3 separate regions of the Mus musculus genome follow, and all the other regions are linked to region 1. Evidence: chromatin contacts called from public Micro-C and promoter capture Hi-C data. All regions are on one chromosome and are shown on one strand. The core of a region is the stretch at or near the end of the contact, and the rest is flanking DNA. Distances in the headings are between cores, read along the strand shown.

The links. A called contact is a pair of places that touch in the nucleus more often than the background predicts. Capture Hi-C pulls out chosen DNA fragments and counts their contacts.
Region 2: a contact with region 1 is called in a promoter capture Hi-C map of liver. The contact joins the promoter of Vsir here to the promoter of Anapc16 in region 1. A contact is called at or near these places in 1 of 39 promoter capture datasets (neural stem cells), 1 of 484 Hi-C or Micro-C datasets (CD4 T cells), 1 of 115 datasets of contacts at active chromatin or transcription factors (memory CD8 T cells) and 1 of 9 other capture datasets (liver).
Region 3: a contact with region 1 is called in a Micro-C map of embryonic stem cells, with 3 times the contacts expected there. The contact joins the promoter of Psap here to the promoter of Anapc16 in region 1. A contact is called at or near these places in 3 of 39 promoter capture datasets (the C10 cell line, erythroid cells and pre-B cells), 4 of 484 Hi-C or Micro-C datasets (B cells, embryonic stem cells, liver and 1 more), 4 of 115 datasets of contacts at active chromatin or transcription factors (the SCID.adh cell line, bone marrow-derived dendritic cells, bone marrow-derived macrophages and 1 more) and 2 of 9 other capture datasets (adipose tissue and liver).

Annotation. Positions count from the first base shown.
Region 1 is chr10:60,000,643-60,005,470 of GRCm38.p6, forward strand. It overlaps Anapc16 (anaphase promoting complex subunit 16), which reads right to left and starts at 2,493. Exons shown (of 4, transcript NM_025514.3): 1 at 2,314-2,493. Ascc1 (activating signal cointegrator 1 complex subunit 1) reads left to right here and starts at 2,163. Exons shown (of 11, transcript NM_026937.3): 1 at 2,163-2,265; 2 at 4,153-4,285. The coding sequence starts at 4,177.
Region 2 is chr10:60,344,327-60,349,154 of GRCm38.p6, forward strand. It overlaps Vsir (V-set immunoregulatory receptor), which reads left to right and starts at 2,525. Exons shown (of 7, transcript NM_028732.4): 1 at 2,525-2,777. The coding sequence starts at 2,696. All of the region lies in intron 39 of Cdh23 (cadherin 23 (otocadherin)), which reads right to left.
Region 3 is chr10:60,275,239-60,280,066 of GRCm38.p6, forward strand. Psap (prosaposin) reads left to right here and starts at 2,390. Exons shown (of 15, transcript NM_011179.3): 1 at 2,390-2,544. The coding sequence starts at 2,505.

The DNA of each region.
Region 1 (4,828 bases), core at 1,243-3,742:
CAAGGTAGCCCAGTGGTTAGGGACTGACTGTGGGGGGCTGACGAGCTGGCTCAGAGGTGAAGGGTGCTTGTGGCTCTTGAAGAAGACTGGAGGTAGGGTCCCAGCACTCAGTGTTTGGTGGCTCACATCCACCTACAACTCTAGCTCTGAGGGGTATGCTGCCCATTTCTGACCTCCTTGGTCAACCCCTCCCCCCCCCCCCCAACACACACACGTAAAAATAAGTAAATCTTTTTTTGTTTGTTTTCGAGACAGGGTTTCTCTGTATATCCCTGGCTGTCCTGGAACTCACTCTGTAGACCAAGCTGGCCTCGACTCAAGAAATCCGCCTGCCTCTGCCTCCCAAGTGCTGGGATTAAAGGCTAAAGGCGTGCACCACCACTGCCCGCCTACATTAAGTAAATCTTCAAACAAGCACTGATGGTAAAGAAGTGCCTGCCTAGGTGTGTACCCTGGCTTTGCTGCCTGCTGCGAGACTGGACAAATCAGTTGCCTTTTCTGTCCCTTAGATGCCTCACCTGTAAGCTGGAGTCAGTAACAGTGGAGCCTACCCCGAGGAAGAGTTATGAGGGTTAAATAAGTACAGCCGAGACAAGCAAATCAGCCCGGCCTGGCCCGCAATCCCAGATCCCGCTGGCTTGGCTTACCGAGTGTTGGAATTACAGGTGTGCACTGGCACATACACTTTTCCCTATGCACAATCCAGCTTTTCACTTACGTGTAAAGCTCCCGGGAGGGAAGGGTCTGCTCGGGAGGCAGGCAGTGTGATGTTACGCACTTCACACATCCTAGCGCTGGGCTACACTCTCAGTCAGCACATTCACCTCATGATCTTATAAAGAATCTTGCAGTGGGGCTGGGGAGAGCTACATGGAGTAAGTGTTTTCACTGGAGGGGTTGGGGAGCCCTTCAAGTCACTTACAAGCCTCACAGGTGTGGTAGCTGCCTGTAAACCCAGCCCTTGGGAGGCAGAAGATAAGCGATTCCCCATAGCAATGTTGTTAGCTAGGTTATGGGGAATGGGAATGTTCTGGGTTCAGGGAAGCTATGAAAGGCTAAGGAGGAAGACAGCAGACACCAGCTTCAAGCCTGGGCCTGGGGATGTATTGTGAGGTGGCTAGAGTGTTTGCTTACCCAAGTGTGAGGCACTGAAAAGGATCCCATGTCGTTGGAAGGAGAAAACAAACTACCTTTGTACCCTGGAGGCATCTTATAAAAACCCTTGTCACAGTGGCTCCTGGATGAATGATTTATAAATACGAGGTCAGCCGGGCGGAGGTGGCCCACGCCTTTAATCCCAGCACTTGGGAGGCAGAGACAGGCAGATTTCTGAGTTCGAGGCCAGCCTGGTCTACAGCGTGAGTTCCAGTACAGCCAGGGCTGTACAGAGAAACCCTGTCTCGAAAAACCAAAAAAAACCAAACCAAACCAAAAAAACCAAAAAAAAAAAAAAAAAAAAAAACCCCACAAAACCAACCAACCAACCAAAACAAACAAACAAACAAACCGAGGACAAAAGCAATCAGCTCAGTAGAGGCTGCAGGGGACCGAGACAGTTCCAGTCATGACTCTTTCTGCATGGAGTATTCAACCCTGTCGCTCAGGAGACTACCATCCTCATAACGAGGCACTCAGTGAACTTTTGTTGAATGATGATTATCTGGAACTTGGCCCTATCAGGGAAGCTGTGGCTGCTGCCAAGCAGAGGAAACGCTCCTAAGAAGCGGAATGATAGTTTGTGGGGCACAATATGGCTGGCGTGGTTAAATACTTACTTTGTGTACGACAGGGACGACCTCGCACTCATAAACTTTCCGCTTATAGTCTTAAAACAAAACAAAACAAAAAAAGAGATCCTCCTTTAAAATAAAGCCCAGAACAAACCAGATGCTTATGTCGATCGGGATCCAAGTGAGGTGGCTAATTATGACACCCGTTGGGTTCTACTAACAAAAATCACTAGGTGTCCCACCTAGACAGACGGATCACCACCCGCAGCACCTAGCTGCGGTAGCTCTTTCTAGGTGGGATGAAGAAGCTCGCGGGAGAGGGGAGGAGCCAGCACCCTAATCCTGGCTACTCCAACTCCACCCAGGTACGCTTCCTACCCAACAACTCGGGGAGGAAGGGAAGGCTTGCGGCCGGCCCACGGCGCAGGCGCCAACCCGCCCCACGCATGCTCAGTCGGATGACGCTGCCTTTGCATACGGCCGGCGCGGGCGAGCCTCCAGGGTCTCTTCCTACGCTCCCAGTTAGTCCTGGCAGGTAGGAGCGTAGGGGGGAATCAGGTCTGGAAGGTTCTCGGCCACTTACCTCAGCAGCTTGTGCACTTTGACTGACAGCCCCGCCCCTTGGACGAAGCCGTGCGGCCTCGCTCGCCACGACGTAGACGGCGGCGTGCGCGCGCCCGCCTGAGCTGTGGGAGTTTGATGGCGGTGCTGCGCCTGTCCCTGCGGCGGTGAGGGCTAGAGGGCGGTGCTAGCGCGCATGCGTGGAGGGGGCGGAGCCCGGCTGGGCCAGACCGAGCTTTCCGAGAACACTTCCGGGTCGCTGTGGCTGCCCCGCCCCCTTCCCCGCCCCAGTCCCCCGCAGTTTTGGTTTTCTTGCGTTGGTGCTGTCTGCTCCGCCTCTCTAGCGTAGGATGTTCAGCGTTTGCTTTTTATGTGAGAATTGCACGAAAGCATATCCACTTTTCCCTCTTCAAACACCCATGACCCAGGGCTAGTCCGCTCTCCTCCTTCTGCGCAGTCTCTGCCTGGAGCTGCTCAGGAAAGGTACCACTGTGGCTTCGTGCTCAGTGCTCACACTTTGTAAAGGCTCCTTTTCGACAGAACGTGGTTTTTGAAGTGGGAAGGGATGCTAAAGGAGTAGCACACCAGGGTGGCGCGGCACAAGACTGTTAATAATTGCATCCCCCTGCCAACGTTGATTTTCTGTTTTCTCAAAGCACGAACCCTCTTCTTGCGTCCTGCAGGTGGCTGCGGATTAGCGACTTGACTGAGGGTTGGGTCAAGCATTCATTTGGAAGGGATTGTTAGGCCTTCTTTGGTGGAACTTGTTAAGTACGTGAACTTGTAGCCGCAGCCATCTGGGATGGGAACATGGGGTAGTTTATCAGGAGCCTTTAATTCCGAATTATTGATTCAAGCGTGAAGCCGTTTGTTGTGTTCTGGAGGCAGTGGCCTCGGGAAACTGTTCCTTCTCAGTACTGTGTTGGTCCGAGAACTGTGTTAGTAAGTCATATTTTAATTGTACTGTGATAGGGAAATAAATCTGATTGGAAGGTATTTATTTCTAGCATCTTTAAAACGGCTTACCTCTCTTCCGCGGGTATTGTACCGATGGTTCCTCAATGCGTTATCAAACTGGATACGATAAAATATCATACTGGATAGGGTGAATGAAGCACTCTGCTCATACTTAGGTGGCTAGCAAGACCTCACCCCCTATAGGTTAATCAGACACCTATACAAGAACTTACACTGGTGAGCTCATGGAAAGCGACACTATTTTTGCTTAGGATGTGCTGTGAACTGCCCAGTTGAGGCCTACATAATGGAGTTTTTAATTTAAATTTCTTATTACATTTATTTATTTACGAATGTAGTCTGTGCATATGTTACCTGCCTACACAGCAGAATTTTTTTTTGTTTTTTTGTTTTTTGTTTGTTTTTTGTTTTTGTTGTTTTTTGGTTTTTTTGAGACAGGGTTTCTCTGTATAGCCCTGGTTGTCCTGGAACTCACTCTGCAGACCAGGCTGGCCTCGAACTCAGAAATCCACCTGCCTCTGCCTCCAGAGTGCTGGGATTAAAGGCGTGCGCCACCACGCCCGGCTAGCAGAATTTTTTAAATTTAAAATTTTATTACATTTATTTATTTAGTCTATGCTACTTGCCTACATAATGGAGTTTCTTTTAACTTAATTTTTTATTACATTTGTTTGTTTATTTCCATATTTTGTCTGTGCGTTTGCTACCTGGCTGCATGTGTAGTCCAGAGGACAACCTGCAGGAGTCAACTTTTTCCTTCTGCCGTGTGGGTCATCGGCCTTGGGAGCAAGTGCCTTTACCTGTTGAGCCATCTTAGTGACCTAAGTATTCATTGTTTAATTAAAAAAAAAAAAATTAAACAAAAGGGCACTTTCTTTTTCAGGACTTTCCTGGAACGTCATTTGTCATGGATGTTCTACGCCCACAGATTGTAACGTTCGATGGACGGAATTATAGAAAGAATCCCATCCAGGAGAAACAGTACCAACATGAAGAAGACGAGGATTTCTATCCTGGTAATCCTGGGGGGTCTCTTAGGTCCCACAAGAGGGAAAATGTTCTTTGTACTGTAAGGGTAATTCTTTGCTTTGTTGCTGCTCAGTGGGTCTAATAAAGCTGACCTCAGATGAGGTGTTCCTGGCTGCAGTTCGTGTGTCAAGATAGATTTCATCCTGGACAGAGGCCTCAGTGCCACGTAGAGTAACTTTTCATTATTTTTATTATTATTAAAAATTATTTATTTTATGTGAGGACATTGTAGCTGTCTACAGACACACCAGAAGAGGACATCAGATCCCTTTACAGATGGTTGTGAGCCACCATGTGGTTGCTGGGAATTGAACTCAGGACCTCTGGTAGAGCATGCAGTGCTCTTAACTGCTGACCTATCTCTCCAGCCCTCATTATTATTTTTTAAATATGTGTGTGTGTACATGTGATCACGGGTGCCCAAGGAAGCCTAAAGGGGTGTTAATTGGATCTCCTGGAACTGGACTCACAGGTGCTTCTGAGCCACTCAGTTGCAGAGTGCTGGGATCAGAACTCAGGTCACCTGCAAG
Region 2 (4,828 bases), core at 1,275-3,774, 340 kb after region 1:
CAATGCCTGTGTCTTCCTGTGGTGCAACCCAAGGATGTTCAGTGCTGGGGTGTGTGTCAGGGGGAGGAAGGGGCAAGATAGGGGAGGTGCCCCGCTCTTCCCTGAAAGCACTCTACAGAGAATGGCTGGGGTGGGAAGAGGGCCTAGTTTCTACTTCATCTCTGCTGTCTTGGCTGTTCTCTGGCAAAAGAGAATATTCTTTGTTCTATCACCAAGAAGGACCCAAAGCTGTCTCACCAGATGGGGTCCCAAGGTCACATTCACACTCAGGGGCCTGACTTATGTTTTGATAGTTTCTGGGGTTCTCATGCCAGGGTGTTTGCTAGCTTTAGCCGTACCAAACTCGTGTAAGGTCACCTAATGATAACAGGACAGACTATCCTCCTGAGGTAGTCCTTCTTACCCAGTAGCCAGAGTGGGTGTGCCCATAGAGCCTGTGAGAGGCCACCCATATCATCTACAATGTATAGCTACCAGCCCCCACCCCCTGCCCCTAGTTGGATCCCTGACATTGTACTTGGACTGTCCTCTGACCTTTAGCTAGGAACCACTAGGAGTTCAACATCCTTGTCCTTAGACATAGTCACCCCCGCCCCCATTGGTAACCTCTACCATTCTATCTAGACAGGGCTTACTTTCAAGTCTGTCCCCCAGGTGACAGTGCAGATGACAGCCTTTTCACGTCCATCCTGTATAAGGGACTGGATCACATGGGAGCTGGGAGGCTGTGTGTGGTGGGACAGGCCTACGATCTCAGATACTTGAGAGGCCAGTGATAGAAAGGCTGTGATCAACTCAAGGCACTCCCGGGGAGCTTATTGAGAAGTTAAGAGAAAGGAAACAAAGAAAGAAACAAAGGAGACAAAGGAGGCTGGTGATGCAGTTTAGTGGCAGTGCACTTGCCTCGCATCCCTGAGGCCCTGGATCAATGCCCAGCACTGAAACAGAGTGAAGAAGAGAATCACTGGGGAGGGGGTACCCCTCAGCTGGCAGAGTACTTGCCTAGAATGTCTGAGTCCCCATGTCTGACTCAACACTGGGGAAGCTGGGTATGGTGGTATCCACTATAATCCCAGCACTCAGTAGGCAGAGGTAGAAGAATTAGAGGTTCAAGACTATTCCCGTTACACAGGAAGGTCAAGGCTAGTCTGAGATGATGGAACACACATAAACACACACACACACACACACACACACACACACACATGTACACACATGAGCACACACACAGTATACACACATATGTATATATGTAAACATATATATATATGTTCTCATGCATAGATAAATGTACACACGTAAACACATGAGCATACACACACTATATCTATATCTATAAAATCTAGGGTTCTCATGCATACACACATGTACACGTGTACACACATGAGTACACACACAATGTGTGTATACACACACATATATCTTCTGGTGTTCTCATTGGTGTTCTCATGTGTATATATATATATATATATATATATATATATATATATATATATATATATACAAAACACACACACACACACACACACACACACACACCGGTGGGAGGCCATGGTCCTCAAAACTCAGTAGGGCAGGGGAACTCAGGTAAGGAATTTACTGGTTCCTAGCTCAGATCTGGTCTTGTGGCTGAAGGAAGCACTGACAGGAGGGGTTGGGGAGGGGGCTCCAAGGTCAGGCCAGGAAAGAACAGAGTGGAGCAAGCTCTAAGTGATCGCAAGTACAAGGATGAGTGTAGATACCTATGAGGGCCCGGAGGACAGCATGGGAGTGAGTTTGTAGAGGGGCCATGGTGGTGCATCCCTGCAATCCCAGCATGCATTAGGCGAGGTAGAAGAGTCTTGAGGGCAGCCTGAGCTACAAGGCAGCATCCTGTCTCAGAAAGCTAACCCCTCAAAAACCACAAACAAAACTCCGCCCAAACAAAACAATACAAACCCCACAGAAACAAAACTCCACACAAGTATGTTGAAAACAAACTACCAGCAAGACAGAATCAAGGGAGCCTATGAATAACAGCCCAGCCATAGATAAAGCCCTGGGGGAAAGAGGCTGAGAAGGTTCCATGGGGCACACCAACAGATGCAGGAGCGTGTCCTGAGGTTGGGAAGTTCTGGGCTTGTGCATGCCCTGCGCGTGTTTCAGGTGTGTTAGCCGGTGGACATAACTGTACCAGGTGTATCAGCTGCAGGGCACACAAGCGCAGAATGAGCCAAACTCCCTCCCACTTGCTAAAGTCATCGTAGATTTCCCTTACTTATCCACCTACCCGCCCACCCATCTACCCTGGGCTGCTGGAGAACAGGGAGCCAAAGTCCTGCCTCCAGACTAGGAGAACCGCAAGGCAAGCTGGGTTAGACTAGGGTCCACACTTTAGTATGCACGGCCCTCACGATCTCTAAAAAGCACCGGGACTTACAGGGGGAAGTGGCTGGTTGGACACTTGCCACTTCTATCAGCAACTCCAGCCCTTCCCCACCCCCATCCCTGGGCTCTGGAGACGCCGTACCGCCCGCCGCCCCTCGGGGGCGCTGCTGGGCGGGGAGCTTGCTCGGCCGCCTGCCTCGCCTTGGGCTCAGCATTCACTCTAGCGAGCGAGCGGCGTGTACAGCCGGCTCCCTGGGCTCCTGGAGTCCCGCTTGCTCCAAGCGCACTCCAGCAGTCTCTTTCTGCTCTTGCCCGGCTCGACGGCGACATGGGTGTCCCCGCGGTCCCAGAGGCCAGCAGCCCGCGCTGGGGAACCCTGCTCCTTGCTATTTTCCTGGCTGCATCCAGAGGTAAGATCAACAGGCGGTGGGGTGCTAGCGAGAGCTCTAGGGAGTACAGCCCGGTAGTGTAGGGGGCAGGATGGGAGTGCCCTGAATCCCCTCAGCCTGCGGTAACCTTCACCTTACCGCTGCTCCGCTGGGACAGCCCAGCAGGGTGCAGTGGTGTCTCCATCCTTCATCAGGCACATCTTTAATTGCTAACAGCTGCCAAAACAGCAGGCACGGGTGTCCCTTGGGGACTGCCTGCCAGACACTTCCCTGACCCGAGAGTCCAGAGCAGGGGCCATGAAGAACTTCTGCAAGGCAGGAGATGGGCCGGAGGAGAATCACCCCGTCCTATGGCGGTTGCTGAGTGCATTTTGACACCTGGGGCATCTCCCTGACTTCTGGCAACAGAGTCTAAGAGGACTTAGGGGGTGTGGTGCTGTGACCCTGGTATTCTATCCCCCTTGACACTTGTGTGTGAGTCTTGATGGACACTCCCGAATCTGAGCATGCTTGTCACCTGCTCTGTACTGAAAGTCTAAGGACCCGTTTGAGTGATCAGTGGGCTTCTGTCATTTAACCTTATTACAGCTGAGGAGTTGATTTGGATGAGTAAGAAAGACACGAGGGACACTCCCCTGAGCCCAGCAACCAGCTTGGATAACTCCTCGGCAGGGACACAGAAGCCCCACACAGGGAGATGTCACTTCCAAAGTCCAGACTCACAATCTGTACATTGTTCCGGGACACAGGGGCTCCCTAGAGCCCAATCTTTGTTTATTCGGTGAAGATCTCAAAGAAAAAGGGGAGGATACCCTGATAGTTGCCCAAACAGTAGACAGGTGGGTCCCCTGAGATGGCCTGCCTGATACTTCCCTGCTCAGAACCCAGGGCACGGGTGGCTTCTGCAAGGCAGGGGAGAGGAAGGGTCCAGAGGGAGTCACCATTGTCAGGACAGAGATGGAATGCTCAGCTCCGCAGAGGGAGCCAATAGCTGCATCAGAAAAGAAGGAAGAGGGGTTAAGGGGTTGAAAGGGAGGAGAGACAGGGAACTAACTCTTTATCAATACTGGGAGGCTGGCCTGGACTTCTGATAAGAAAGAAGGCACCCACACCCTATAGACAGAAGACTGAAGCCCTGGCCTGCCTTTCCTCACCACAGGAGAGAGCCTGTGGCAGGGATGGGGTGGCGATACAGGCGGGGGATGTTTCACTCCCAACCCCAAGGCTCATCAGGGGCATAGCTTCTAAGAACGGAGGACAGTGGCAGGCAGGAAGGCCAGTATGGCATCTACCTCAGGCTACTATCCTCCTCCCGGGTGACTCCACTAGGCCCCTTTCCTTGCCTCTTCCCTACCCTAACTAGAATGGGAAGCTTTCTGGTCAGCAGCCTCAATTTGGGAAACTAAGTCCTAGAGCTTCAGGGCAGAGGGTCAGCAGCTTGCAGAACTTCCAGCAGCAGCAGAGAGGTTCTGGGGGGAGCTGGGCTCCCTCACCCCCCAAGAGATTTCGCAGCCTACTGCATTTGCTGACTCCAGCTGATTGGTGAGCTGAAGGCCGCCTCCCTTCAGCTCCCAGGGAGGTAATCAGGGATCTAGGAGGCTTTCAGGAAAGAAACAAGAGGAAACTTTTAGCCTGGAGCTGCTCTGACCTCAACATTGGCTATACTTTAAGTCATAACTCATATACTTTAAGTCTTCCTTCTCTTTCCTGTAGCAGACCTGGTCAGGAGGCCTGGGGGCTGAATCCCCCCCCCCCCCCATCAGCATTGGGGCTGGGTTACCTTGAAAAGAATTGTGTTTGGGGCAGGGTGAGACGGGGAGGGGGTATCTGGGGGGACTTCAAACAGTCAGAGCTTAGGAGGCACTTGGAGTACATGGAAGACACTCCTTTCCTGGCCTGACAGGGACTGATGGGGGGCGGGGCAGGGGTTACCTTTGGAACCAGGTGCCCCAGACCCCAAGGGGTACAGAACCTCTTCCCCACAAGTGTCCCTAAGATTTGAGGAAGTTACTACCCTGCCTGTCCTTAGTCTGACCCAGGAGGCCCATTCACATGGGAGCACTGGTGTTCCA
Region 3 (4,828 bases), core at 1,140-3,639, 270 kb after region 1:
CACCCCCAACCCAGACTAATCAGCCTAATAATAATAATAATAATAATAATAATAATAATAATACAGTATTTCATTGCTAATTATGTGTGTGTGTCTGTGTGGAATGTGTACATGAGTGCAGGTGTACCAGGAGGTGCCACATTTCTTGGAGTTGGAGTTGAAGGTGGTTGTGACACCCCCTGACCCCGTGGGTGCTGGGAATTGAATGTTGTCCTCTGCAAAGGCATCAAGTGTTCTTAACAACTGAGGGAATCCCCACCCCCCACTACCTAGAACCAAGTTGTTTATTTATTTATTGGTTTTTTCGAGGCAGGGTTTCTCTGTATAGCCCTGGCTGTCCTGGAACTAACTTTGAAGACCAGGCTGGCCTTGAACTCAGAAATCTGCCTGCCTTTGCCTCCCAAGTGCTGGGATTAAAGGCATGAGCCACTACACCCGGCTAGAACCAATTTATTTTATTTATTTATTTTTAAAAATACATTTACCTTTATTTTATGTGCATTGGTGTGTTGTCTGTATGCATGTCTATGTGAGAGATCCTGGAGTTACAGAAAGTCGTGAACTGTCCTGTGGGTGCTGAGATTTGAACTTGGGACCTCTGGAAGAGCACTTGGTGCCTTCAACCACTGAGCCATCTCTCCAGCCCCCAGAACCAATTTTTGAAATGTTATTTTACTGTTTTTTTTTTTTTTTTTTTGAGACAGAGTCTTACTATGTGGCTTAGGGGCCCTAGAGATCCTCCTGCCTCTGCCTCCCCCATGCTAGGACTAGAAGCGTGGGCATGCATGCTTGTCTTTATCTTCCATCCGTCACGAGTCTATTACACAGCATCTGTTCTTTCTCCAAGCAACACAAGTTGCCTAAAATACATTTTTATTGTTTTTTTTTTCCTCTTTTTTTTCTGCTTACACACTCAGACTTCCATTCTCCCTGCCTTCTCACCAACACTGATTCAGAGACCTCTGAGTCTATCTTGCAGTCTGCAGTTCCCAAGATCACAAATAAAGGCGTCTCTCGTTTGCCGTTTTCTGAGTTTGTATTGATTGACAACTGCAGAATGGCAGCCTGTGAATTTGAATCCTGAGTGTAAAGATGTAGGCAAATCTGTAACCTGTTTGTGCTTGAGTCTCATCTGTTAGCACGGCACGAATCACAATAAATGGGGGCTGGAGATGCCACTCAGTTGGTAGAGTCATTGCCCGACATGAGTTGAAGGCCTGGGTTTGGTTCCTAGAACCAAACAGAACATGTATGGTAGCACAGGCAGGCAGATCAGGATTTGGAAGTGACTGAAGTTCGAGGACTGCCTGAGATACACGAATCCTCAGCTGCACAGCCAGTTGTCAGCCTCTTTGGGCTACAGGAAACCCTGTCTTAAAAAACTAACCACTAGCCGGGCGTGGTGGCCCACGCCTTTAATCCCAGCAGGCAGACAGATTTCTGAGTTCGAGGCCAGCCTAGTCTACAAAGTGAGTTCCAGGACAGCCAGGGCTATACAGAGAAACCCTGTCTCGAAAAACCAAAACAAACAAACAAACAAACGAACAAAAAAACTAACCAAAAAAACTAATCACCGCCAGGCGTGGTGGCACACACCTTTAATCCCAGCAGCACTCGGGAGGCAGAATCAGGCAGATTTCTGAGTTCGAGACCAGCCTGGTCTACAAAGTGAGTTCCAGGACAGCCAGGGCTACACAGAGAAACCCTGTCTCGAAAAACCAAAAACCAAACCAAACCAAACCAACCAACCAACCAAACAAAAAACCCCTAACTACCACTGTACAAGGGTCAGGCAGAAGAATTACATGTTCAGAGACTTTCTGGGGAATTTGGTGACACCCTCTTTCAAAAATAAAGTAAGGAGTGAGCTGGGAGGGTGGGGGGAATGGTGGTGTGCAGCTTGGAGGTACAACACTTGATATCAAGTATAATGCCTTGGGTTCAATACCGGCGACTGCAAACAAAAATCCCTGCTCCCGCCCCCCAACCCCCAACCATTCTCCAAGGGGTTGAGGCAGAAGGTTGAGAGTTCCAGGTCTGCTGCGACACTGAATTGTCGACCAGCAAGGCCATAGTGACTCGGCATCTCAAAAACAAATAGTAATACTTAAAAGATGCTGGGGCTCAGGGGTGGGGTGGGGTGGGGGAGCACAAGATGCAGTTCAGGGCTTGGTACCAGCCCTGGGCTGGATTCCTCACATTGCAAAGGTAAAGAGAGGCGTTAGATACCGTTCGGCGCCTGACCTTGATTTAATCACCAGATATGGTTTTCTTTTATTACCACCACCCGCGCCTTCCCGCCACCTTCCCTGGGCGTTTTCAGCCTGCTCCTCTTCGCACCCTCCCTCCCCGCAGGCGCGCTGCGCGACGCTGAGTCAAGCTGCGCCCAGTTTGGGCGGGGCCCGCGCCTGCGCACTGGCGTCTGCGGCGAGGTTGGGGGGTAGATTTATATTCGTCTGGTCAGCTGACGTTCTGCATTGCAGCCTGCGAAGTGAAGCGGCGCCATGTACGCCCTCGCCCTCTTCGCCAGCCTTCTGGCCACCGGTGAGCTTAGAAGGGTCCCCTGGTCTGGTAGAGAAGAACGCTATAGCGTCCCCTGGGTCCCGGGAACCGGGCAGTCCTGCGGTACCGGCCTCGCCCTCCGCTCGCTTCCCGGGGCGCGCTTAGGCAGGCCTCGCTGTGCGCAGGCGCAGATCGGGGCTGGTGGCGGAGGGGGACCTGTTCCAGATTCTCTGCACTGGGGGACCACTGGGAGGTGGGAGAGACGTCTTGTCCTGTGTGTGCAGGCCTTGTGCAAGGCCTTGCGGGTGACTGCGGTTCTCCCTGGGATGGAGGTTGGGAGAGGTCACTCGATGACCTCTTCCGTCGCTGTGTTGACTCTATCCTGGTGTAGGTGATAGACATGGCCTTGAAGCCCCATCCTGCAGGTCAGGTCGGCCCGTGACCTCTGTCCCAGACTGCACTCGTATGGGAGTTGCAGGAAGCGTCTTTGTGTCTGCCCCGGGCCGGGGGGTGATTTTTTTGGCTTCTGTGTGAACTCAGGAGCGTAGTAGGTCTTGGAGGGAATTGTGTAGTCCCGATTGCATTGGAACTCTTAATTTTTTTGTTTGATCTGGCAAAGCCATTGGCCAGCCTTTATTTTATAGCAAGTGTTTCTAAAATGATTTTTCTTAAAAGCACTGCAGGTTGGCAAGGCAGCGCCAGGGGACTCACACTTGGAAGGCATAGGTAGGAGGATTTTGAATTTGAGGTCAGCCTGTGCTACACAGAAAGCTCAAGGCTAGTCTGGACTGTGTATGAGATTTTTTTTTTTTTTTTTTTTGTGCAAGAAAAATGAAAAGAAACGCACTTGGTCCTGCTTGCTCTGTGTCATACATAACTCGTGAGTTCTGATTCACCCACACCACCAAAACCAGACTTCTTTTTCTCTCTCTCTGTAGTATGGGCCATTGAACTTGGATCGTAACACACGGTAAACGAACATCCTCTACTGAGTCACACTATACCCCTTACCTGTTTCCTTGGAAAAATTATTTCTAATACACATGTAGTTCATTTGACTGCCAGTCTAGTTAACTGGGTTCCTTCTTCCTTCTTAGGTAGATGGGAGGACCCTGATGGCCTTGGTCTAAAACTCCAGGCTCTGTGCCTCACGTCAAGGTCATACTGAAGAATGGTAGCTTGTCTTGACTGTCCACCATTGAGTTGTTGGTTGTCTATGATGACTGCAAACCACGTGTGCTCCCTGAGGCTCTTAGGACTTATGGGCTCAGTGTGGCACTACTGTAGTTCAGGGTGCCACTCATAGCTTGCCTTTTAATGATGTTCTGGGTGCTTAGAATGTTCCAGGTCCCGTCTAGTCTTCACAAAGCCCTGGAGGTACAGACACTTGGTTTTGGTTACTCTCCAGCCCTCCAGCCTGACTGCCTTTCCCACCTAGACAGAAAACAAAGAATGCCAAAAGAATGAAAGGCCAGTTTAACCTCTGCCCATTTTCAGGCCCCATGGTAGAGGGAGAGCTCTGACTCCGGTGGGTTTTCTTTTGATCTCCAGAAACAAATGTAGATGTGCGTGCACCCCACCACACACACACACACACACACACACACACACACAAGCCTAACCAGCAGGGGACATCATTTGCTGCCTGCAGTGGTAGCCCCCCGACTCCATGCTGAGTCTTGCCTGCTTGCAGGAAACGAAGTGCCATATCTTAGTGCAGTGCCAGGACATGCAGTTGGGGGATTGCTCCAGTGGGAACAAGTGGGTCAGAGTTGGCCAGCCGAGCTTAGAGAGGTGGCAAGGTGCTGCCGGCATGGGGCAGATGCTCTCCATGAGGCTGAGACGGCAGGGCTGCTGTCATTGGGGCCGTGGCTAACCTCTGACTGAGGTCTGTGCACTCTGAGGCAGTGTGTTCTCTTGAGATGTTTTAGCACATGAGTTTGTAGCCTAGCCTGCTTAAGTTATAAACAGCAACAGGAACCCCCAGTTTCACCTGCCAAGTTAATCCTGTTTAGCAAAAGGTAGTGCTCTTTTTTTTTTTTTTTTTTTTTTTTTTTTTTTTTTAAAGACAGGTTCCTGCTTGTACCCTAGGCAGGTTGGCCTCTGTGCAGCATAGGTTAACCATGGAACACAATCCTCCTGTGTCACATAGGGGAGTCCTGAGATTACAGACGTGAGCCCCCATGCCTAGCTTCTCAGTTTTGTGTTTTCTGTGTCTGTCTGTGCAGTGTGGGGTATGCACGCCTCTCAAAGGCTGGAGGAGGCCACCACGCATGCTCCATTACACTTTTCTGTACTCCCTTGAGACCAGACCTCTCACTGAGCC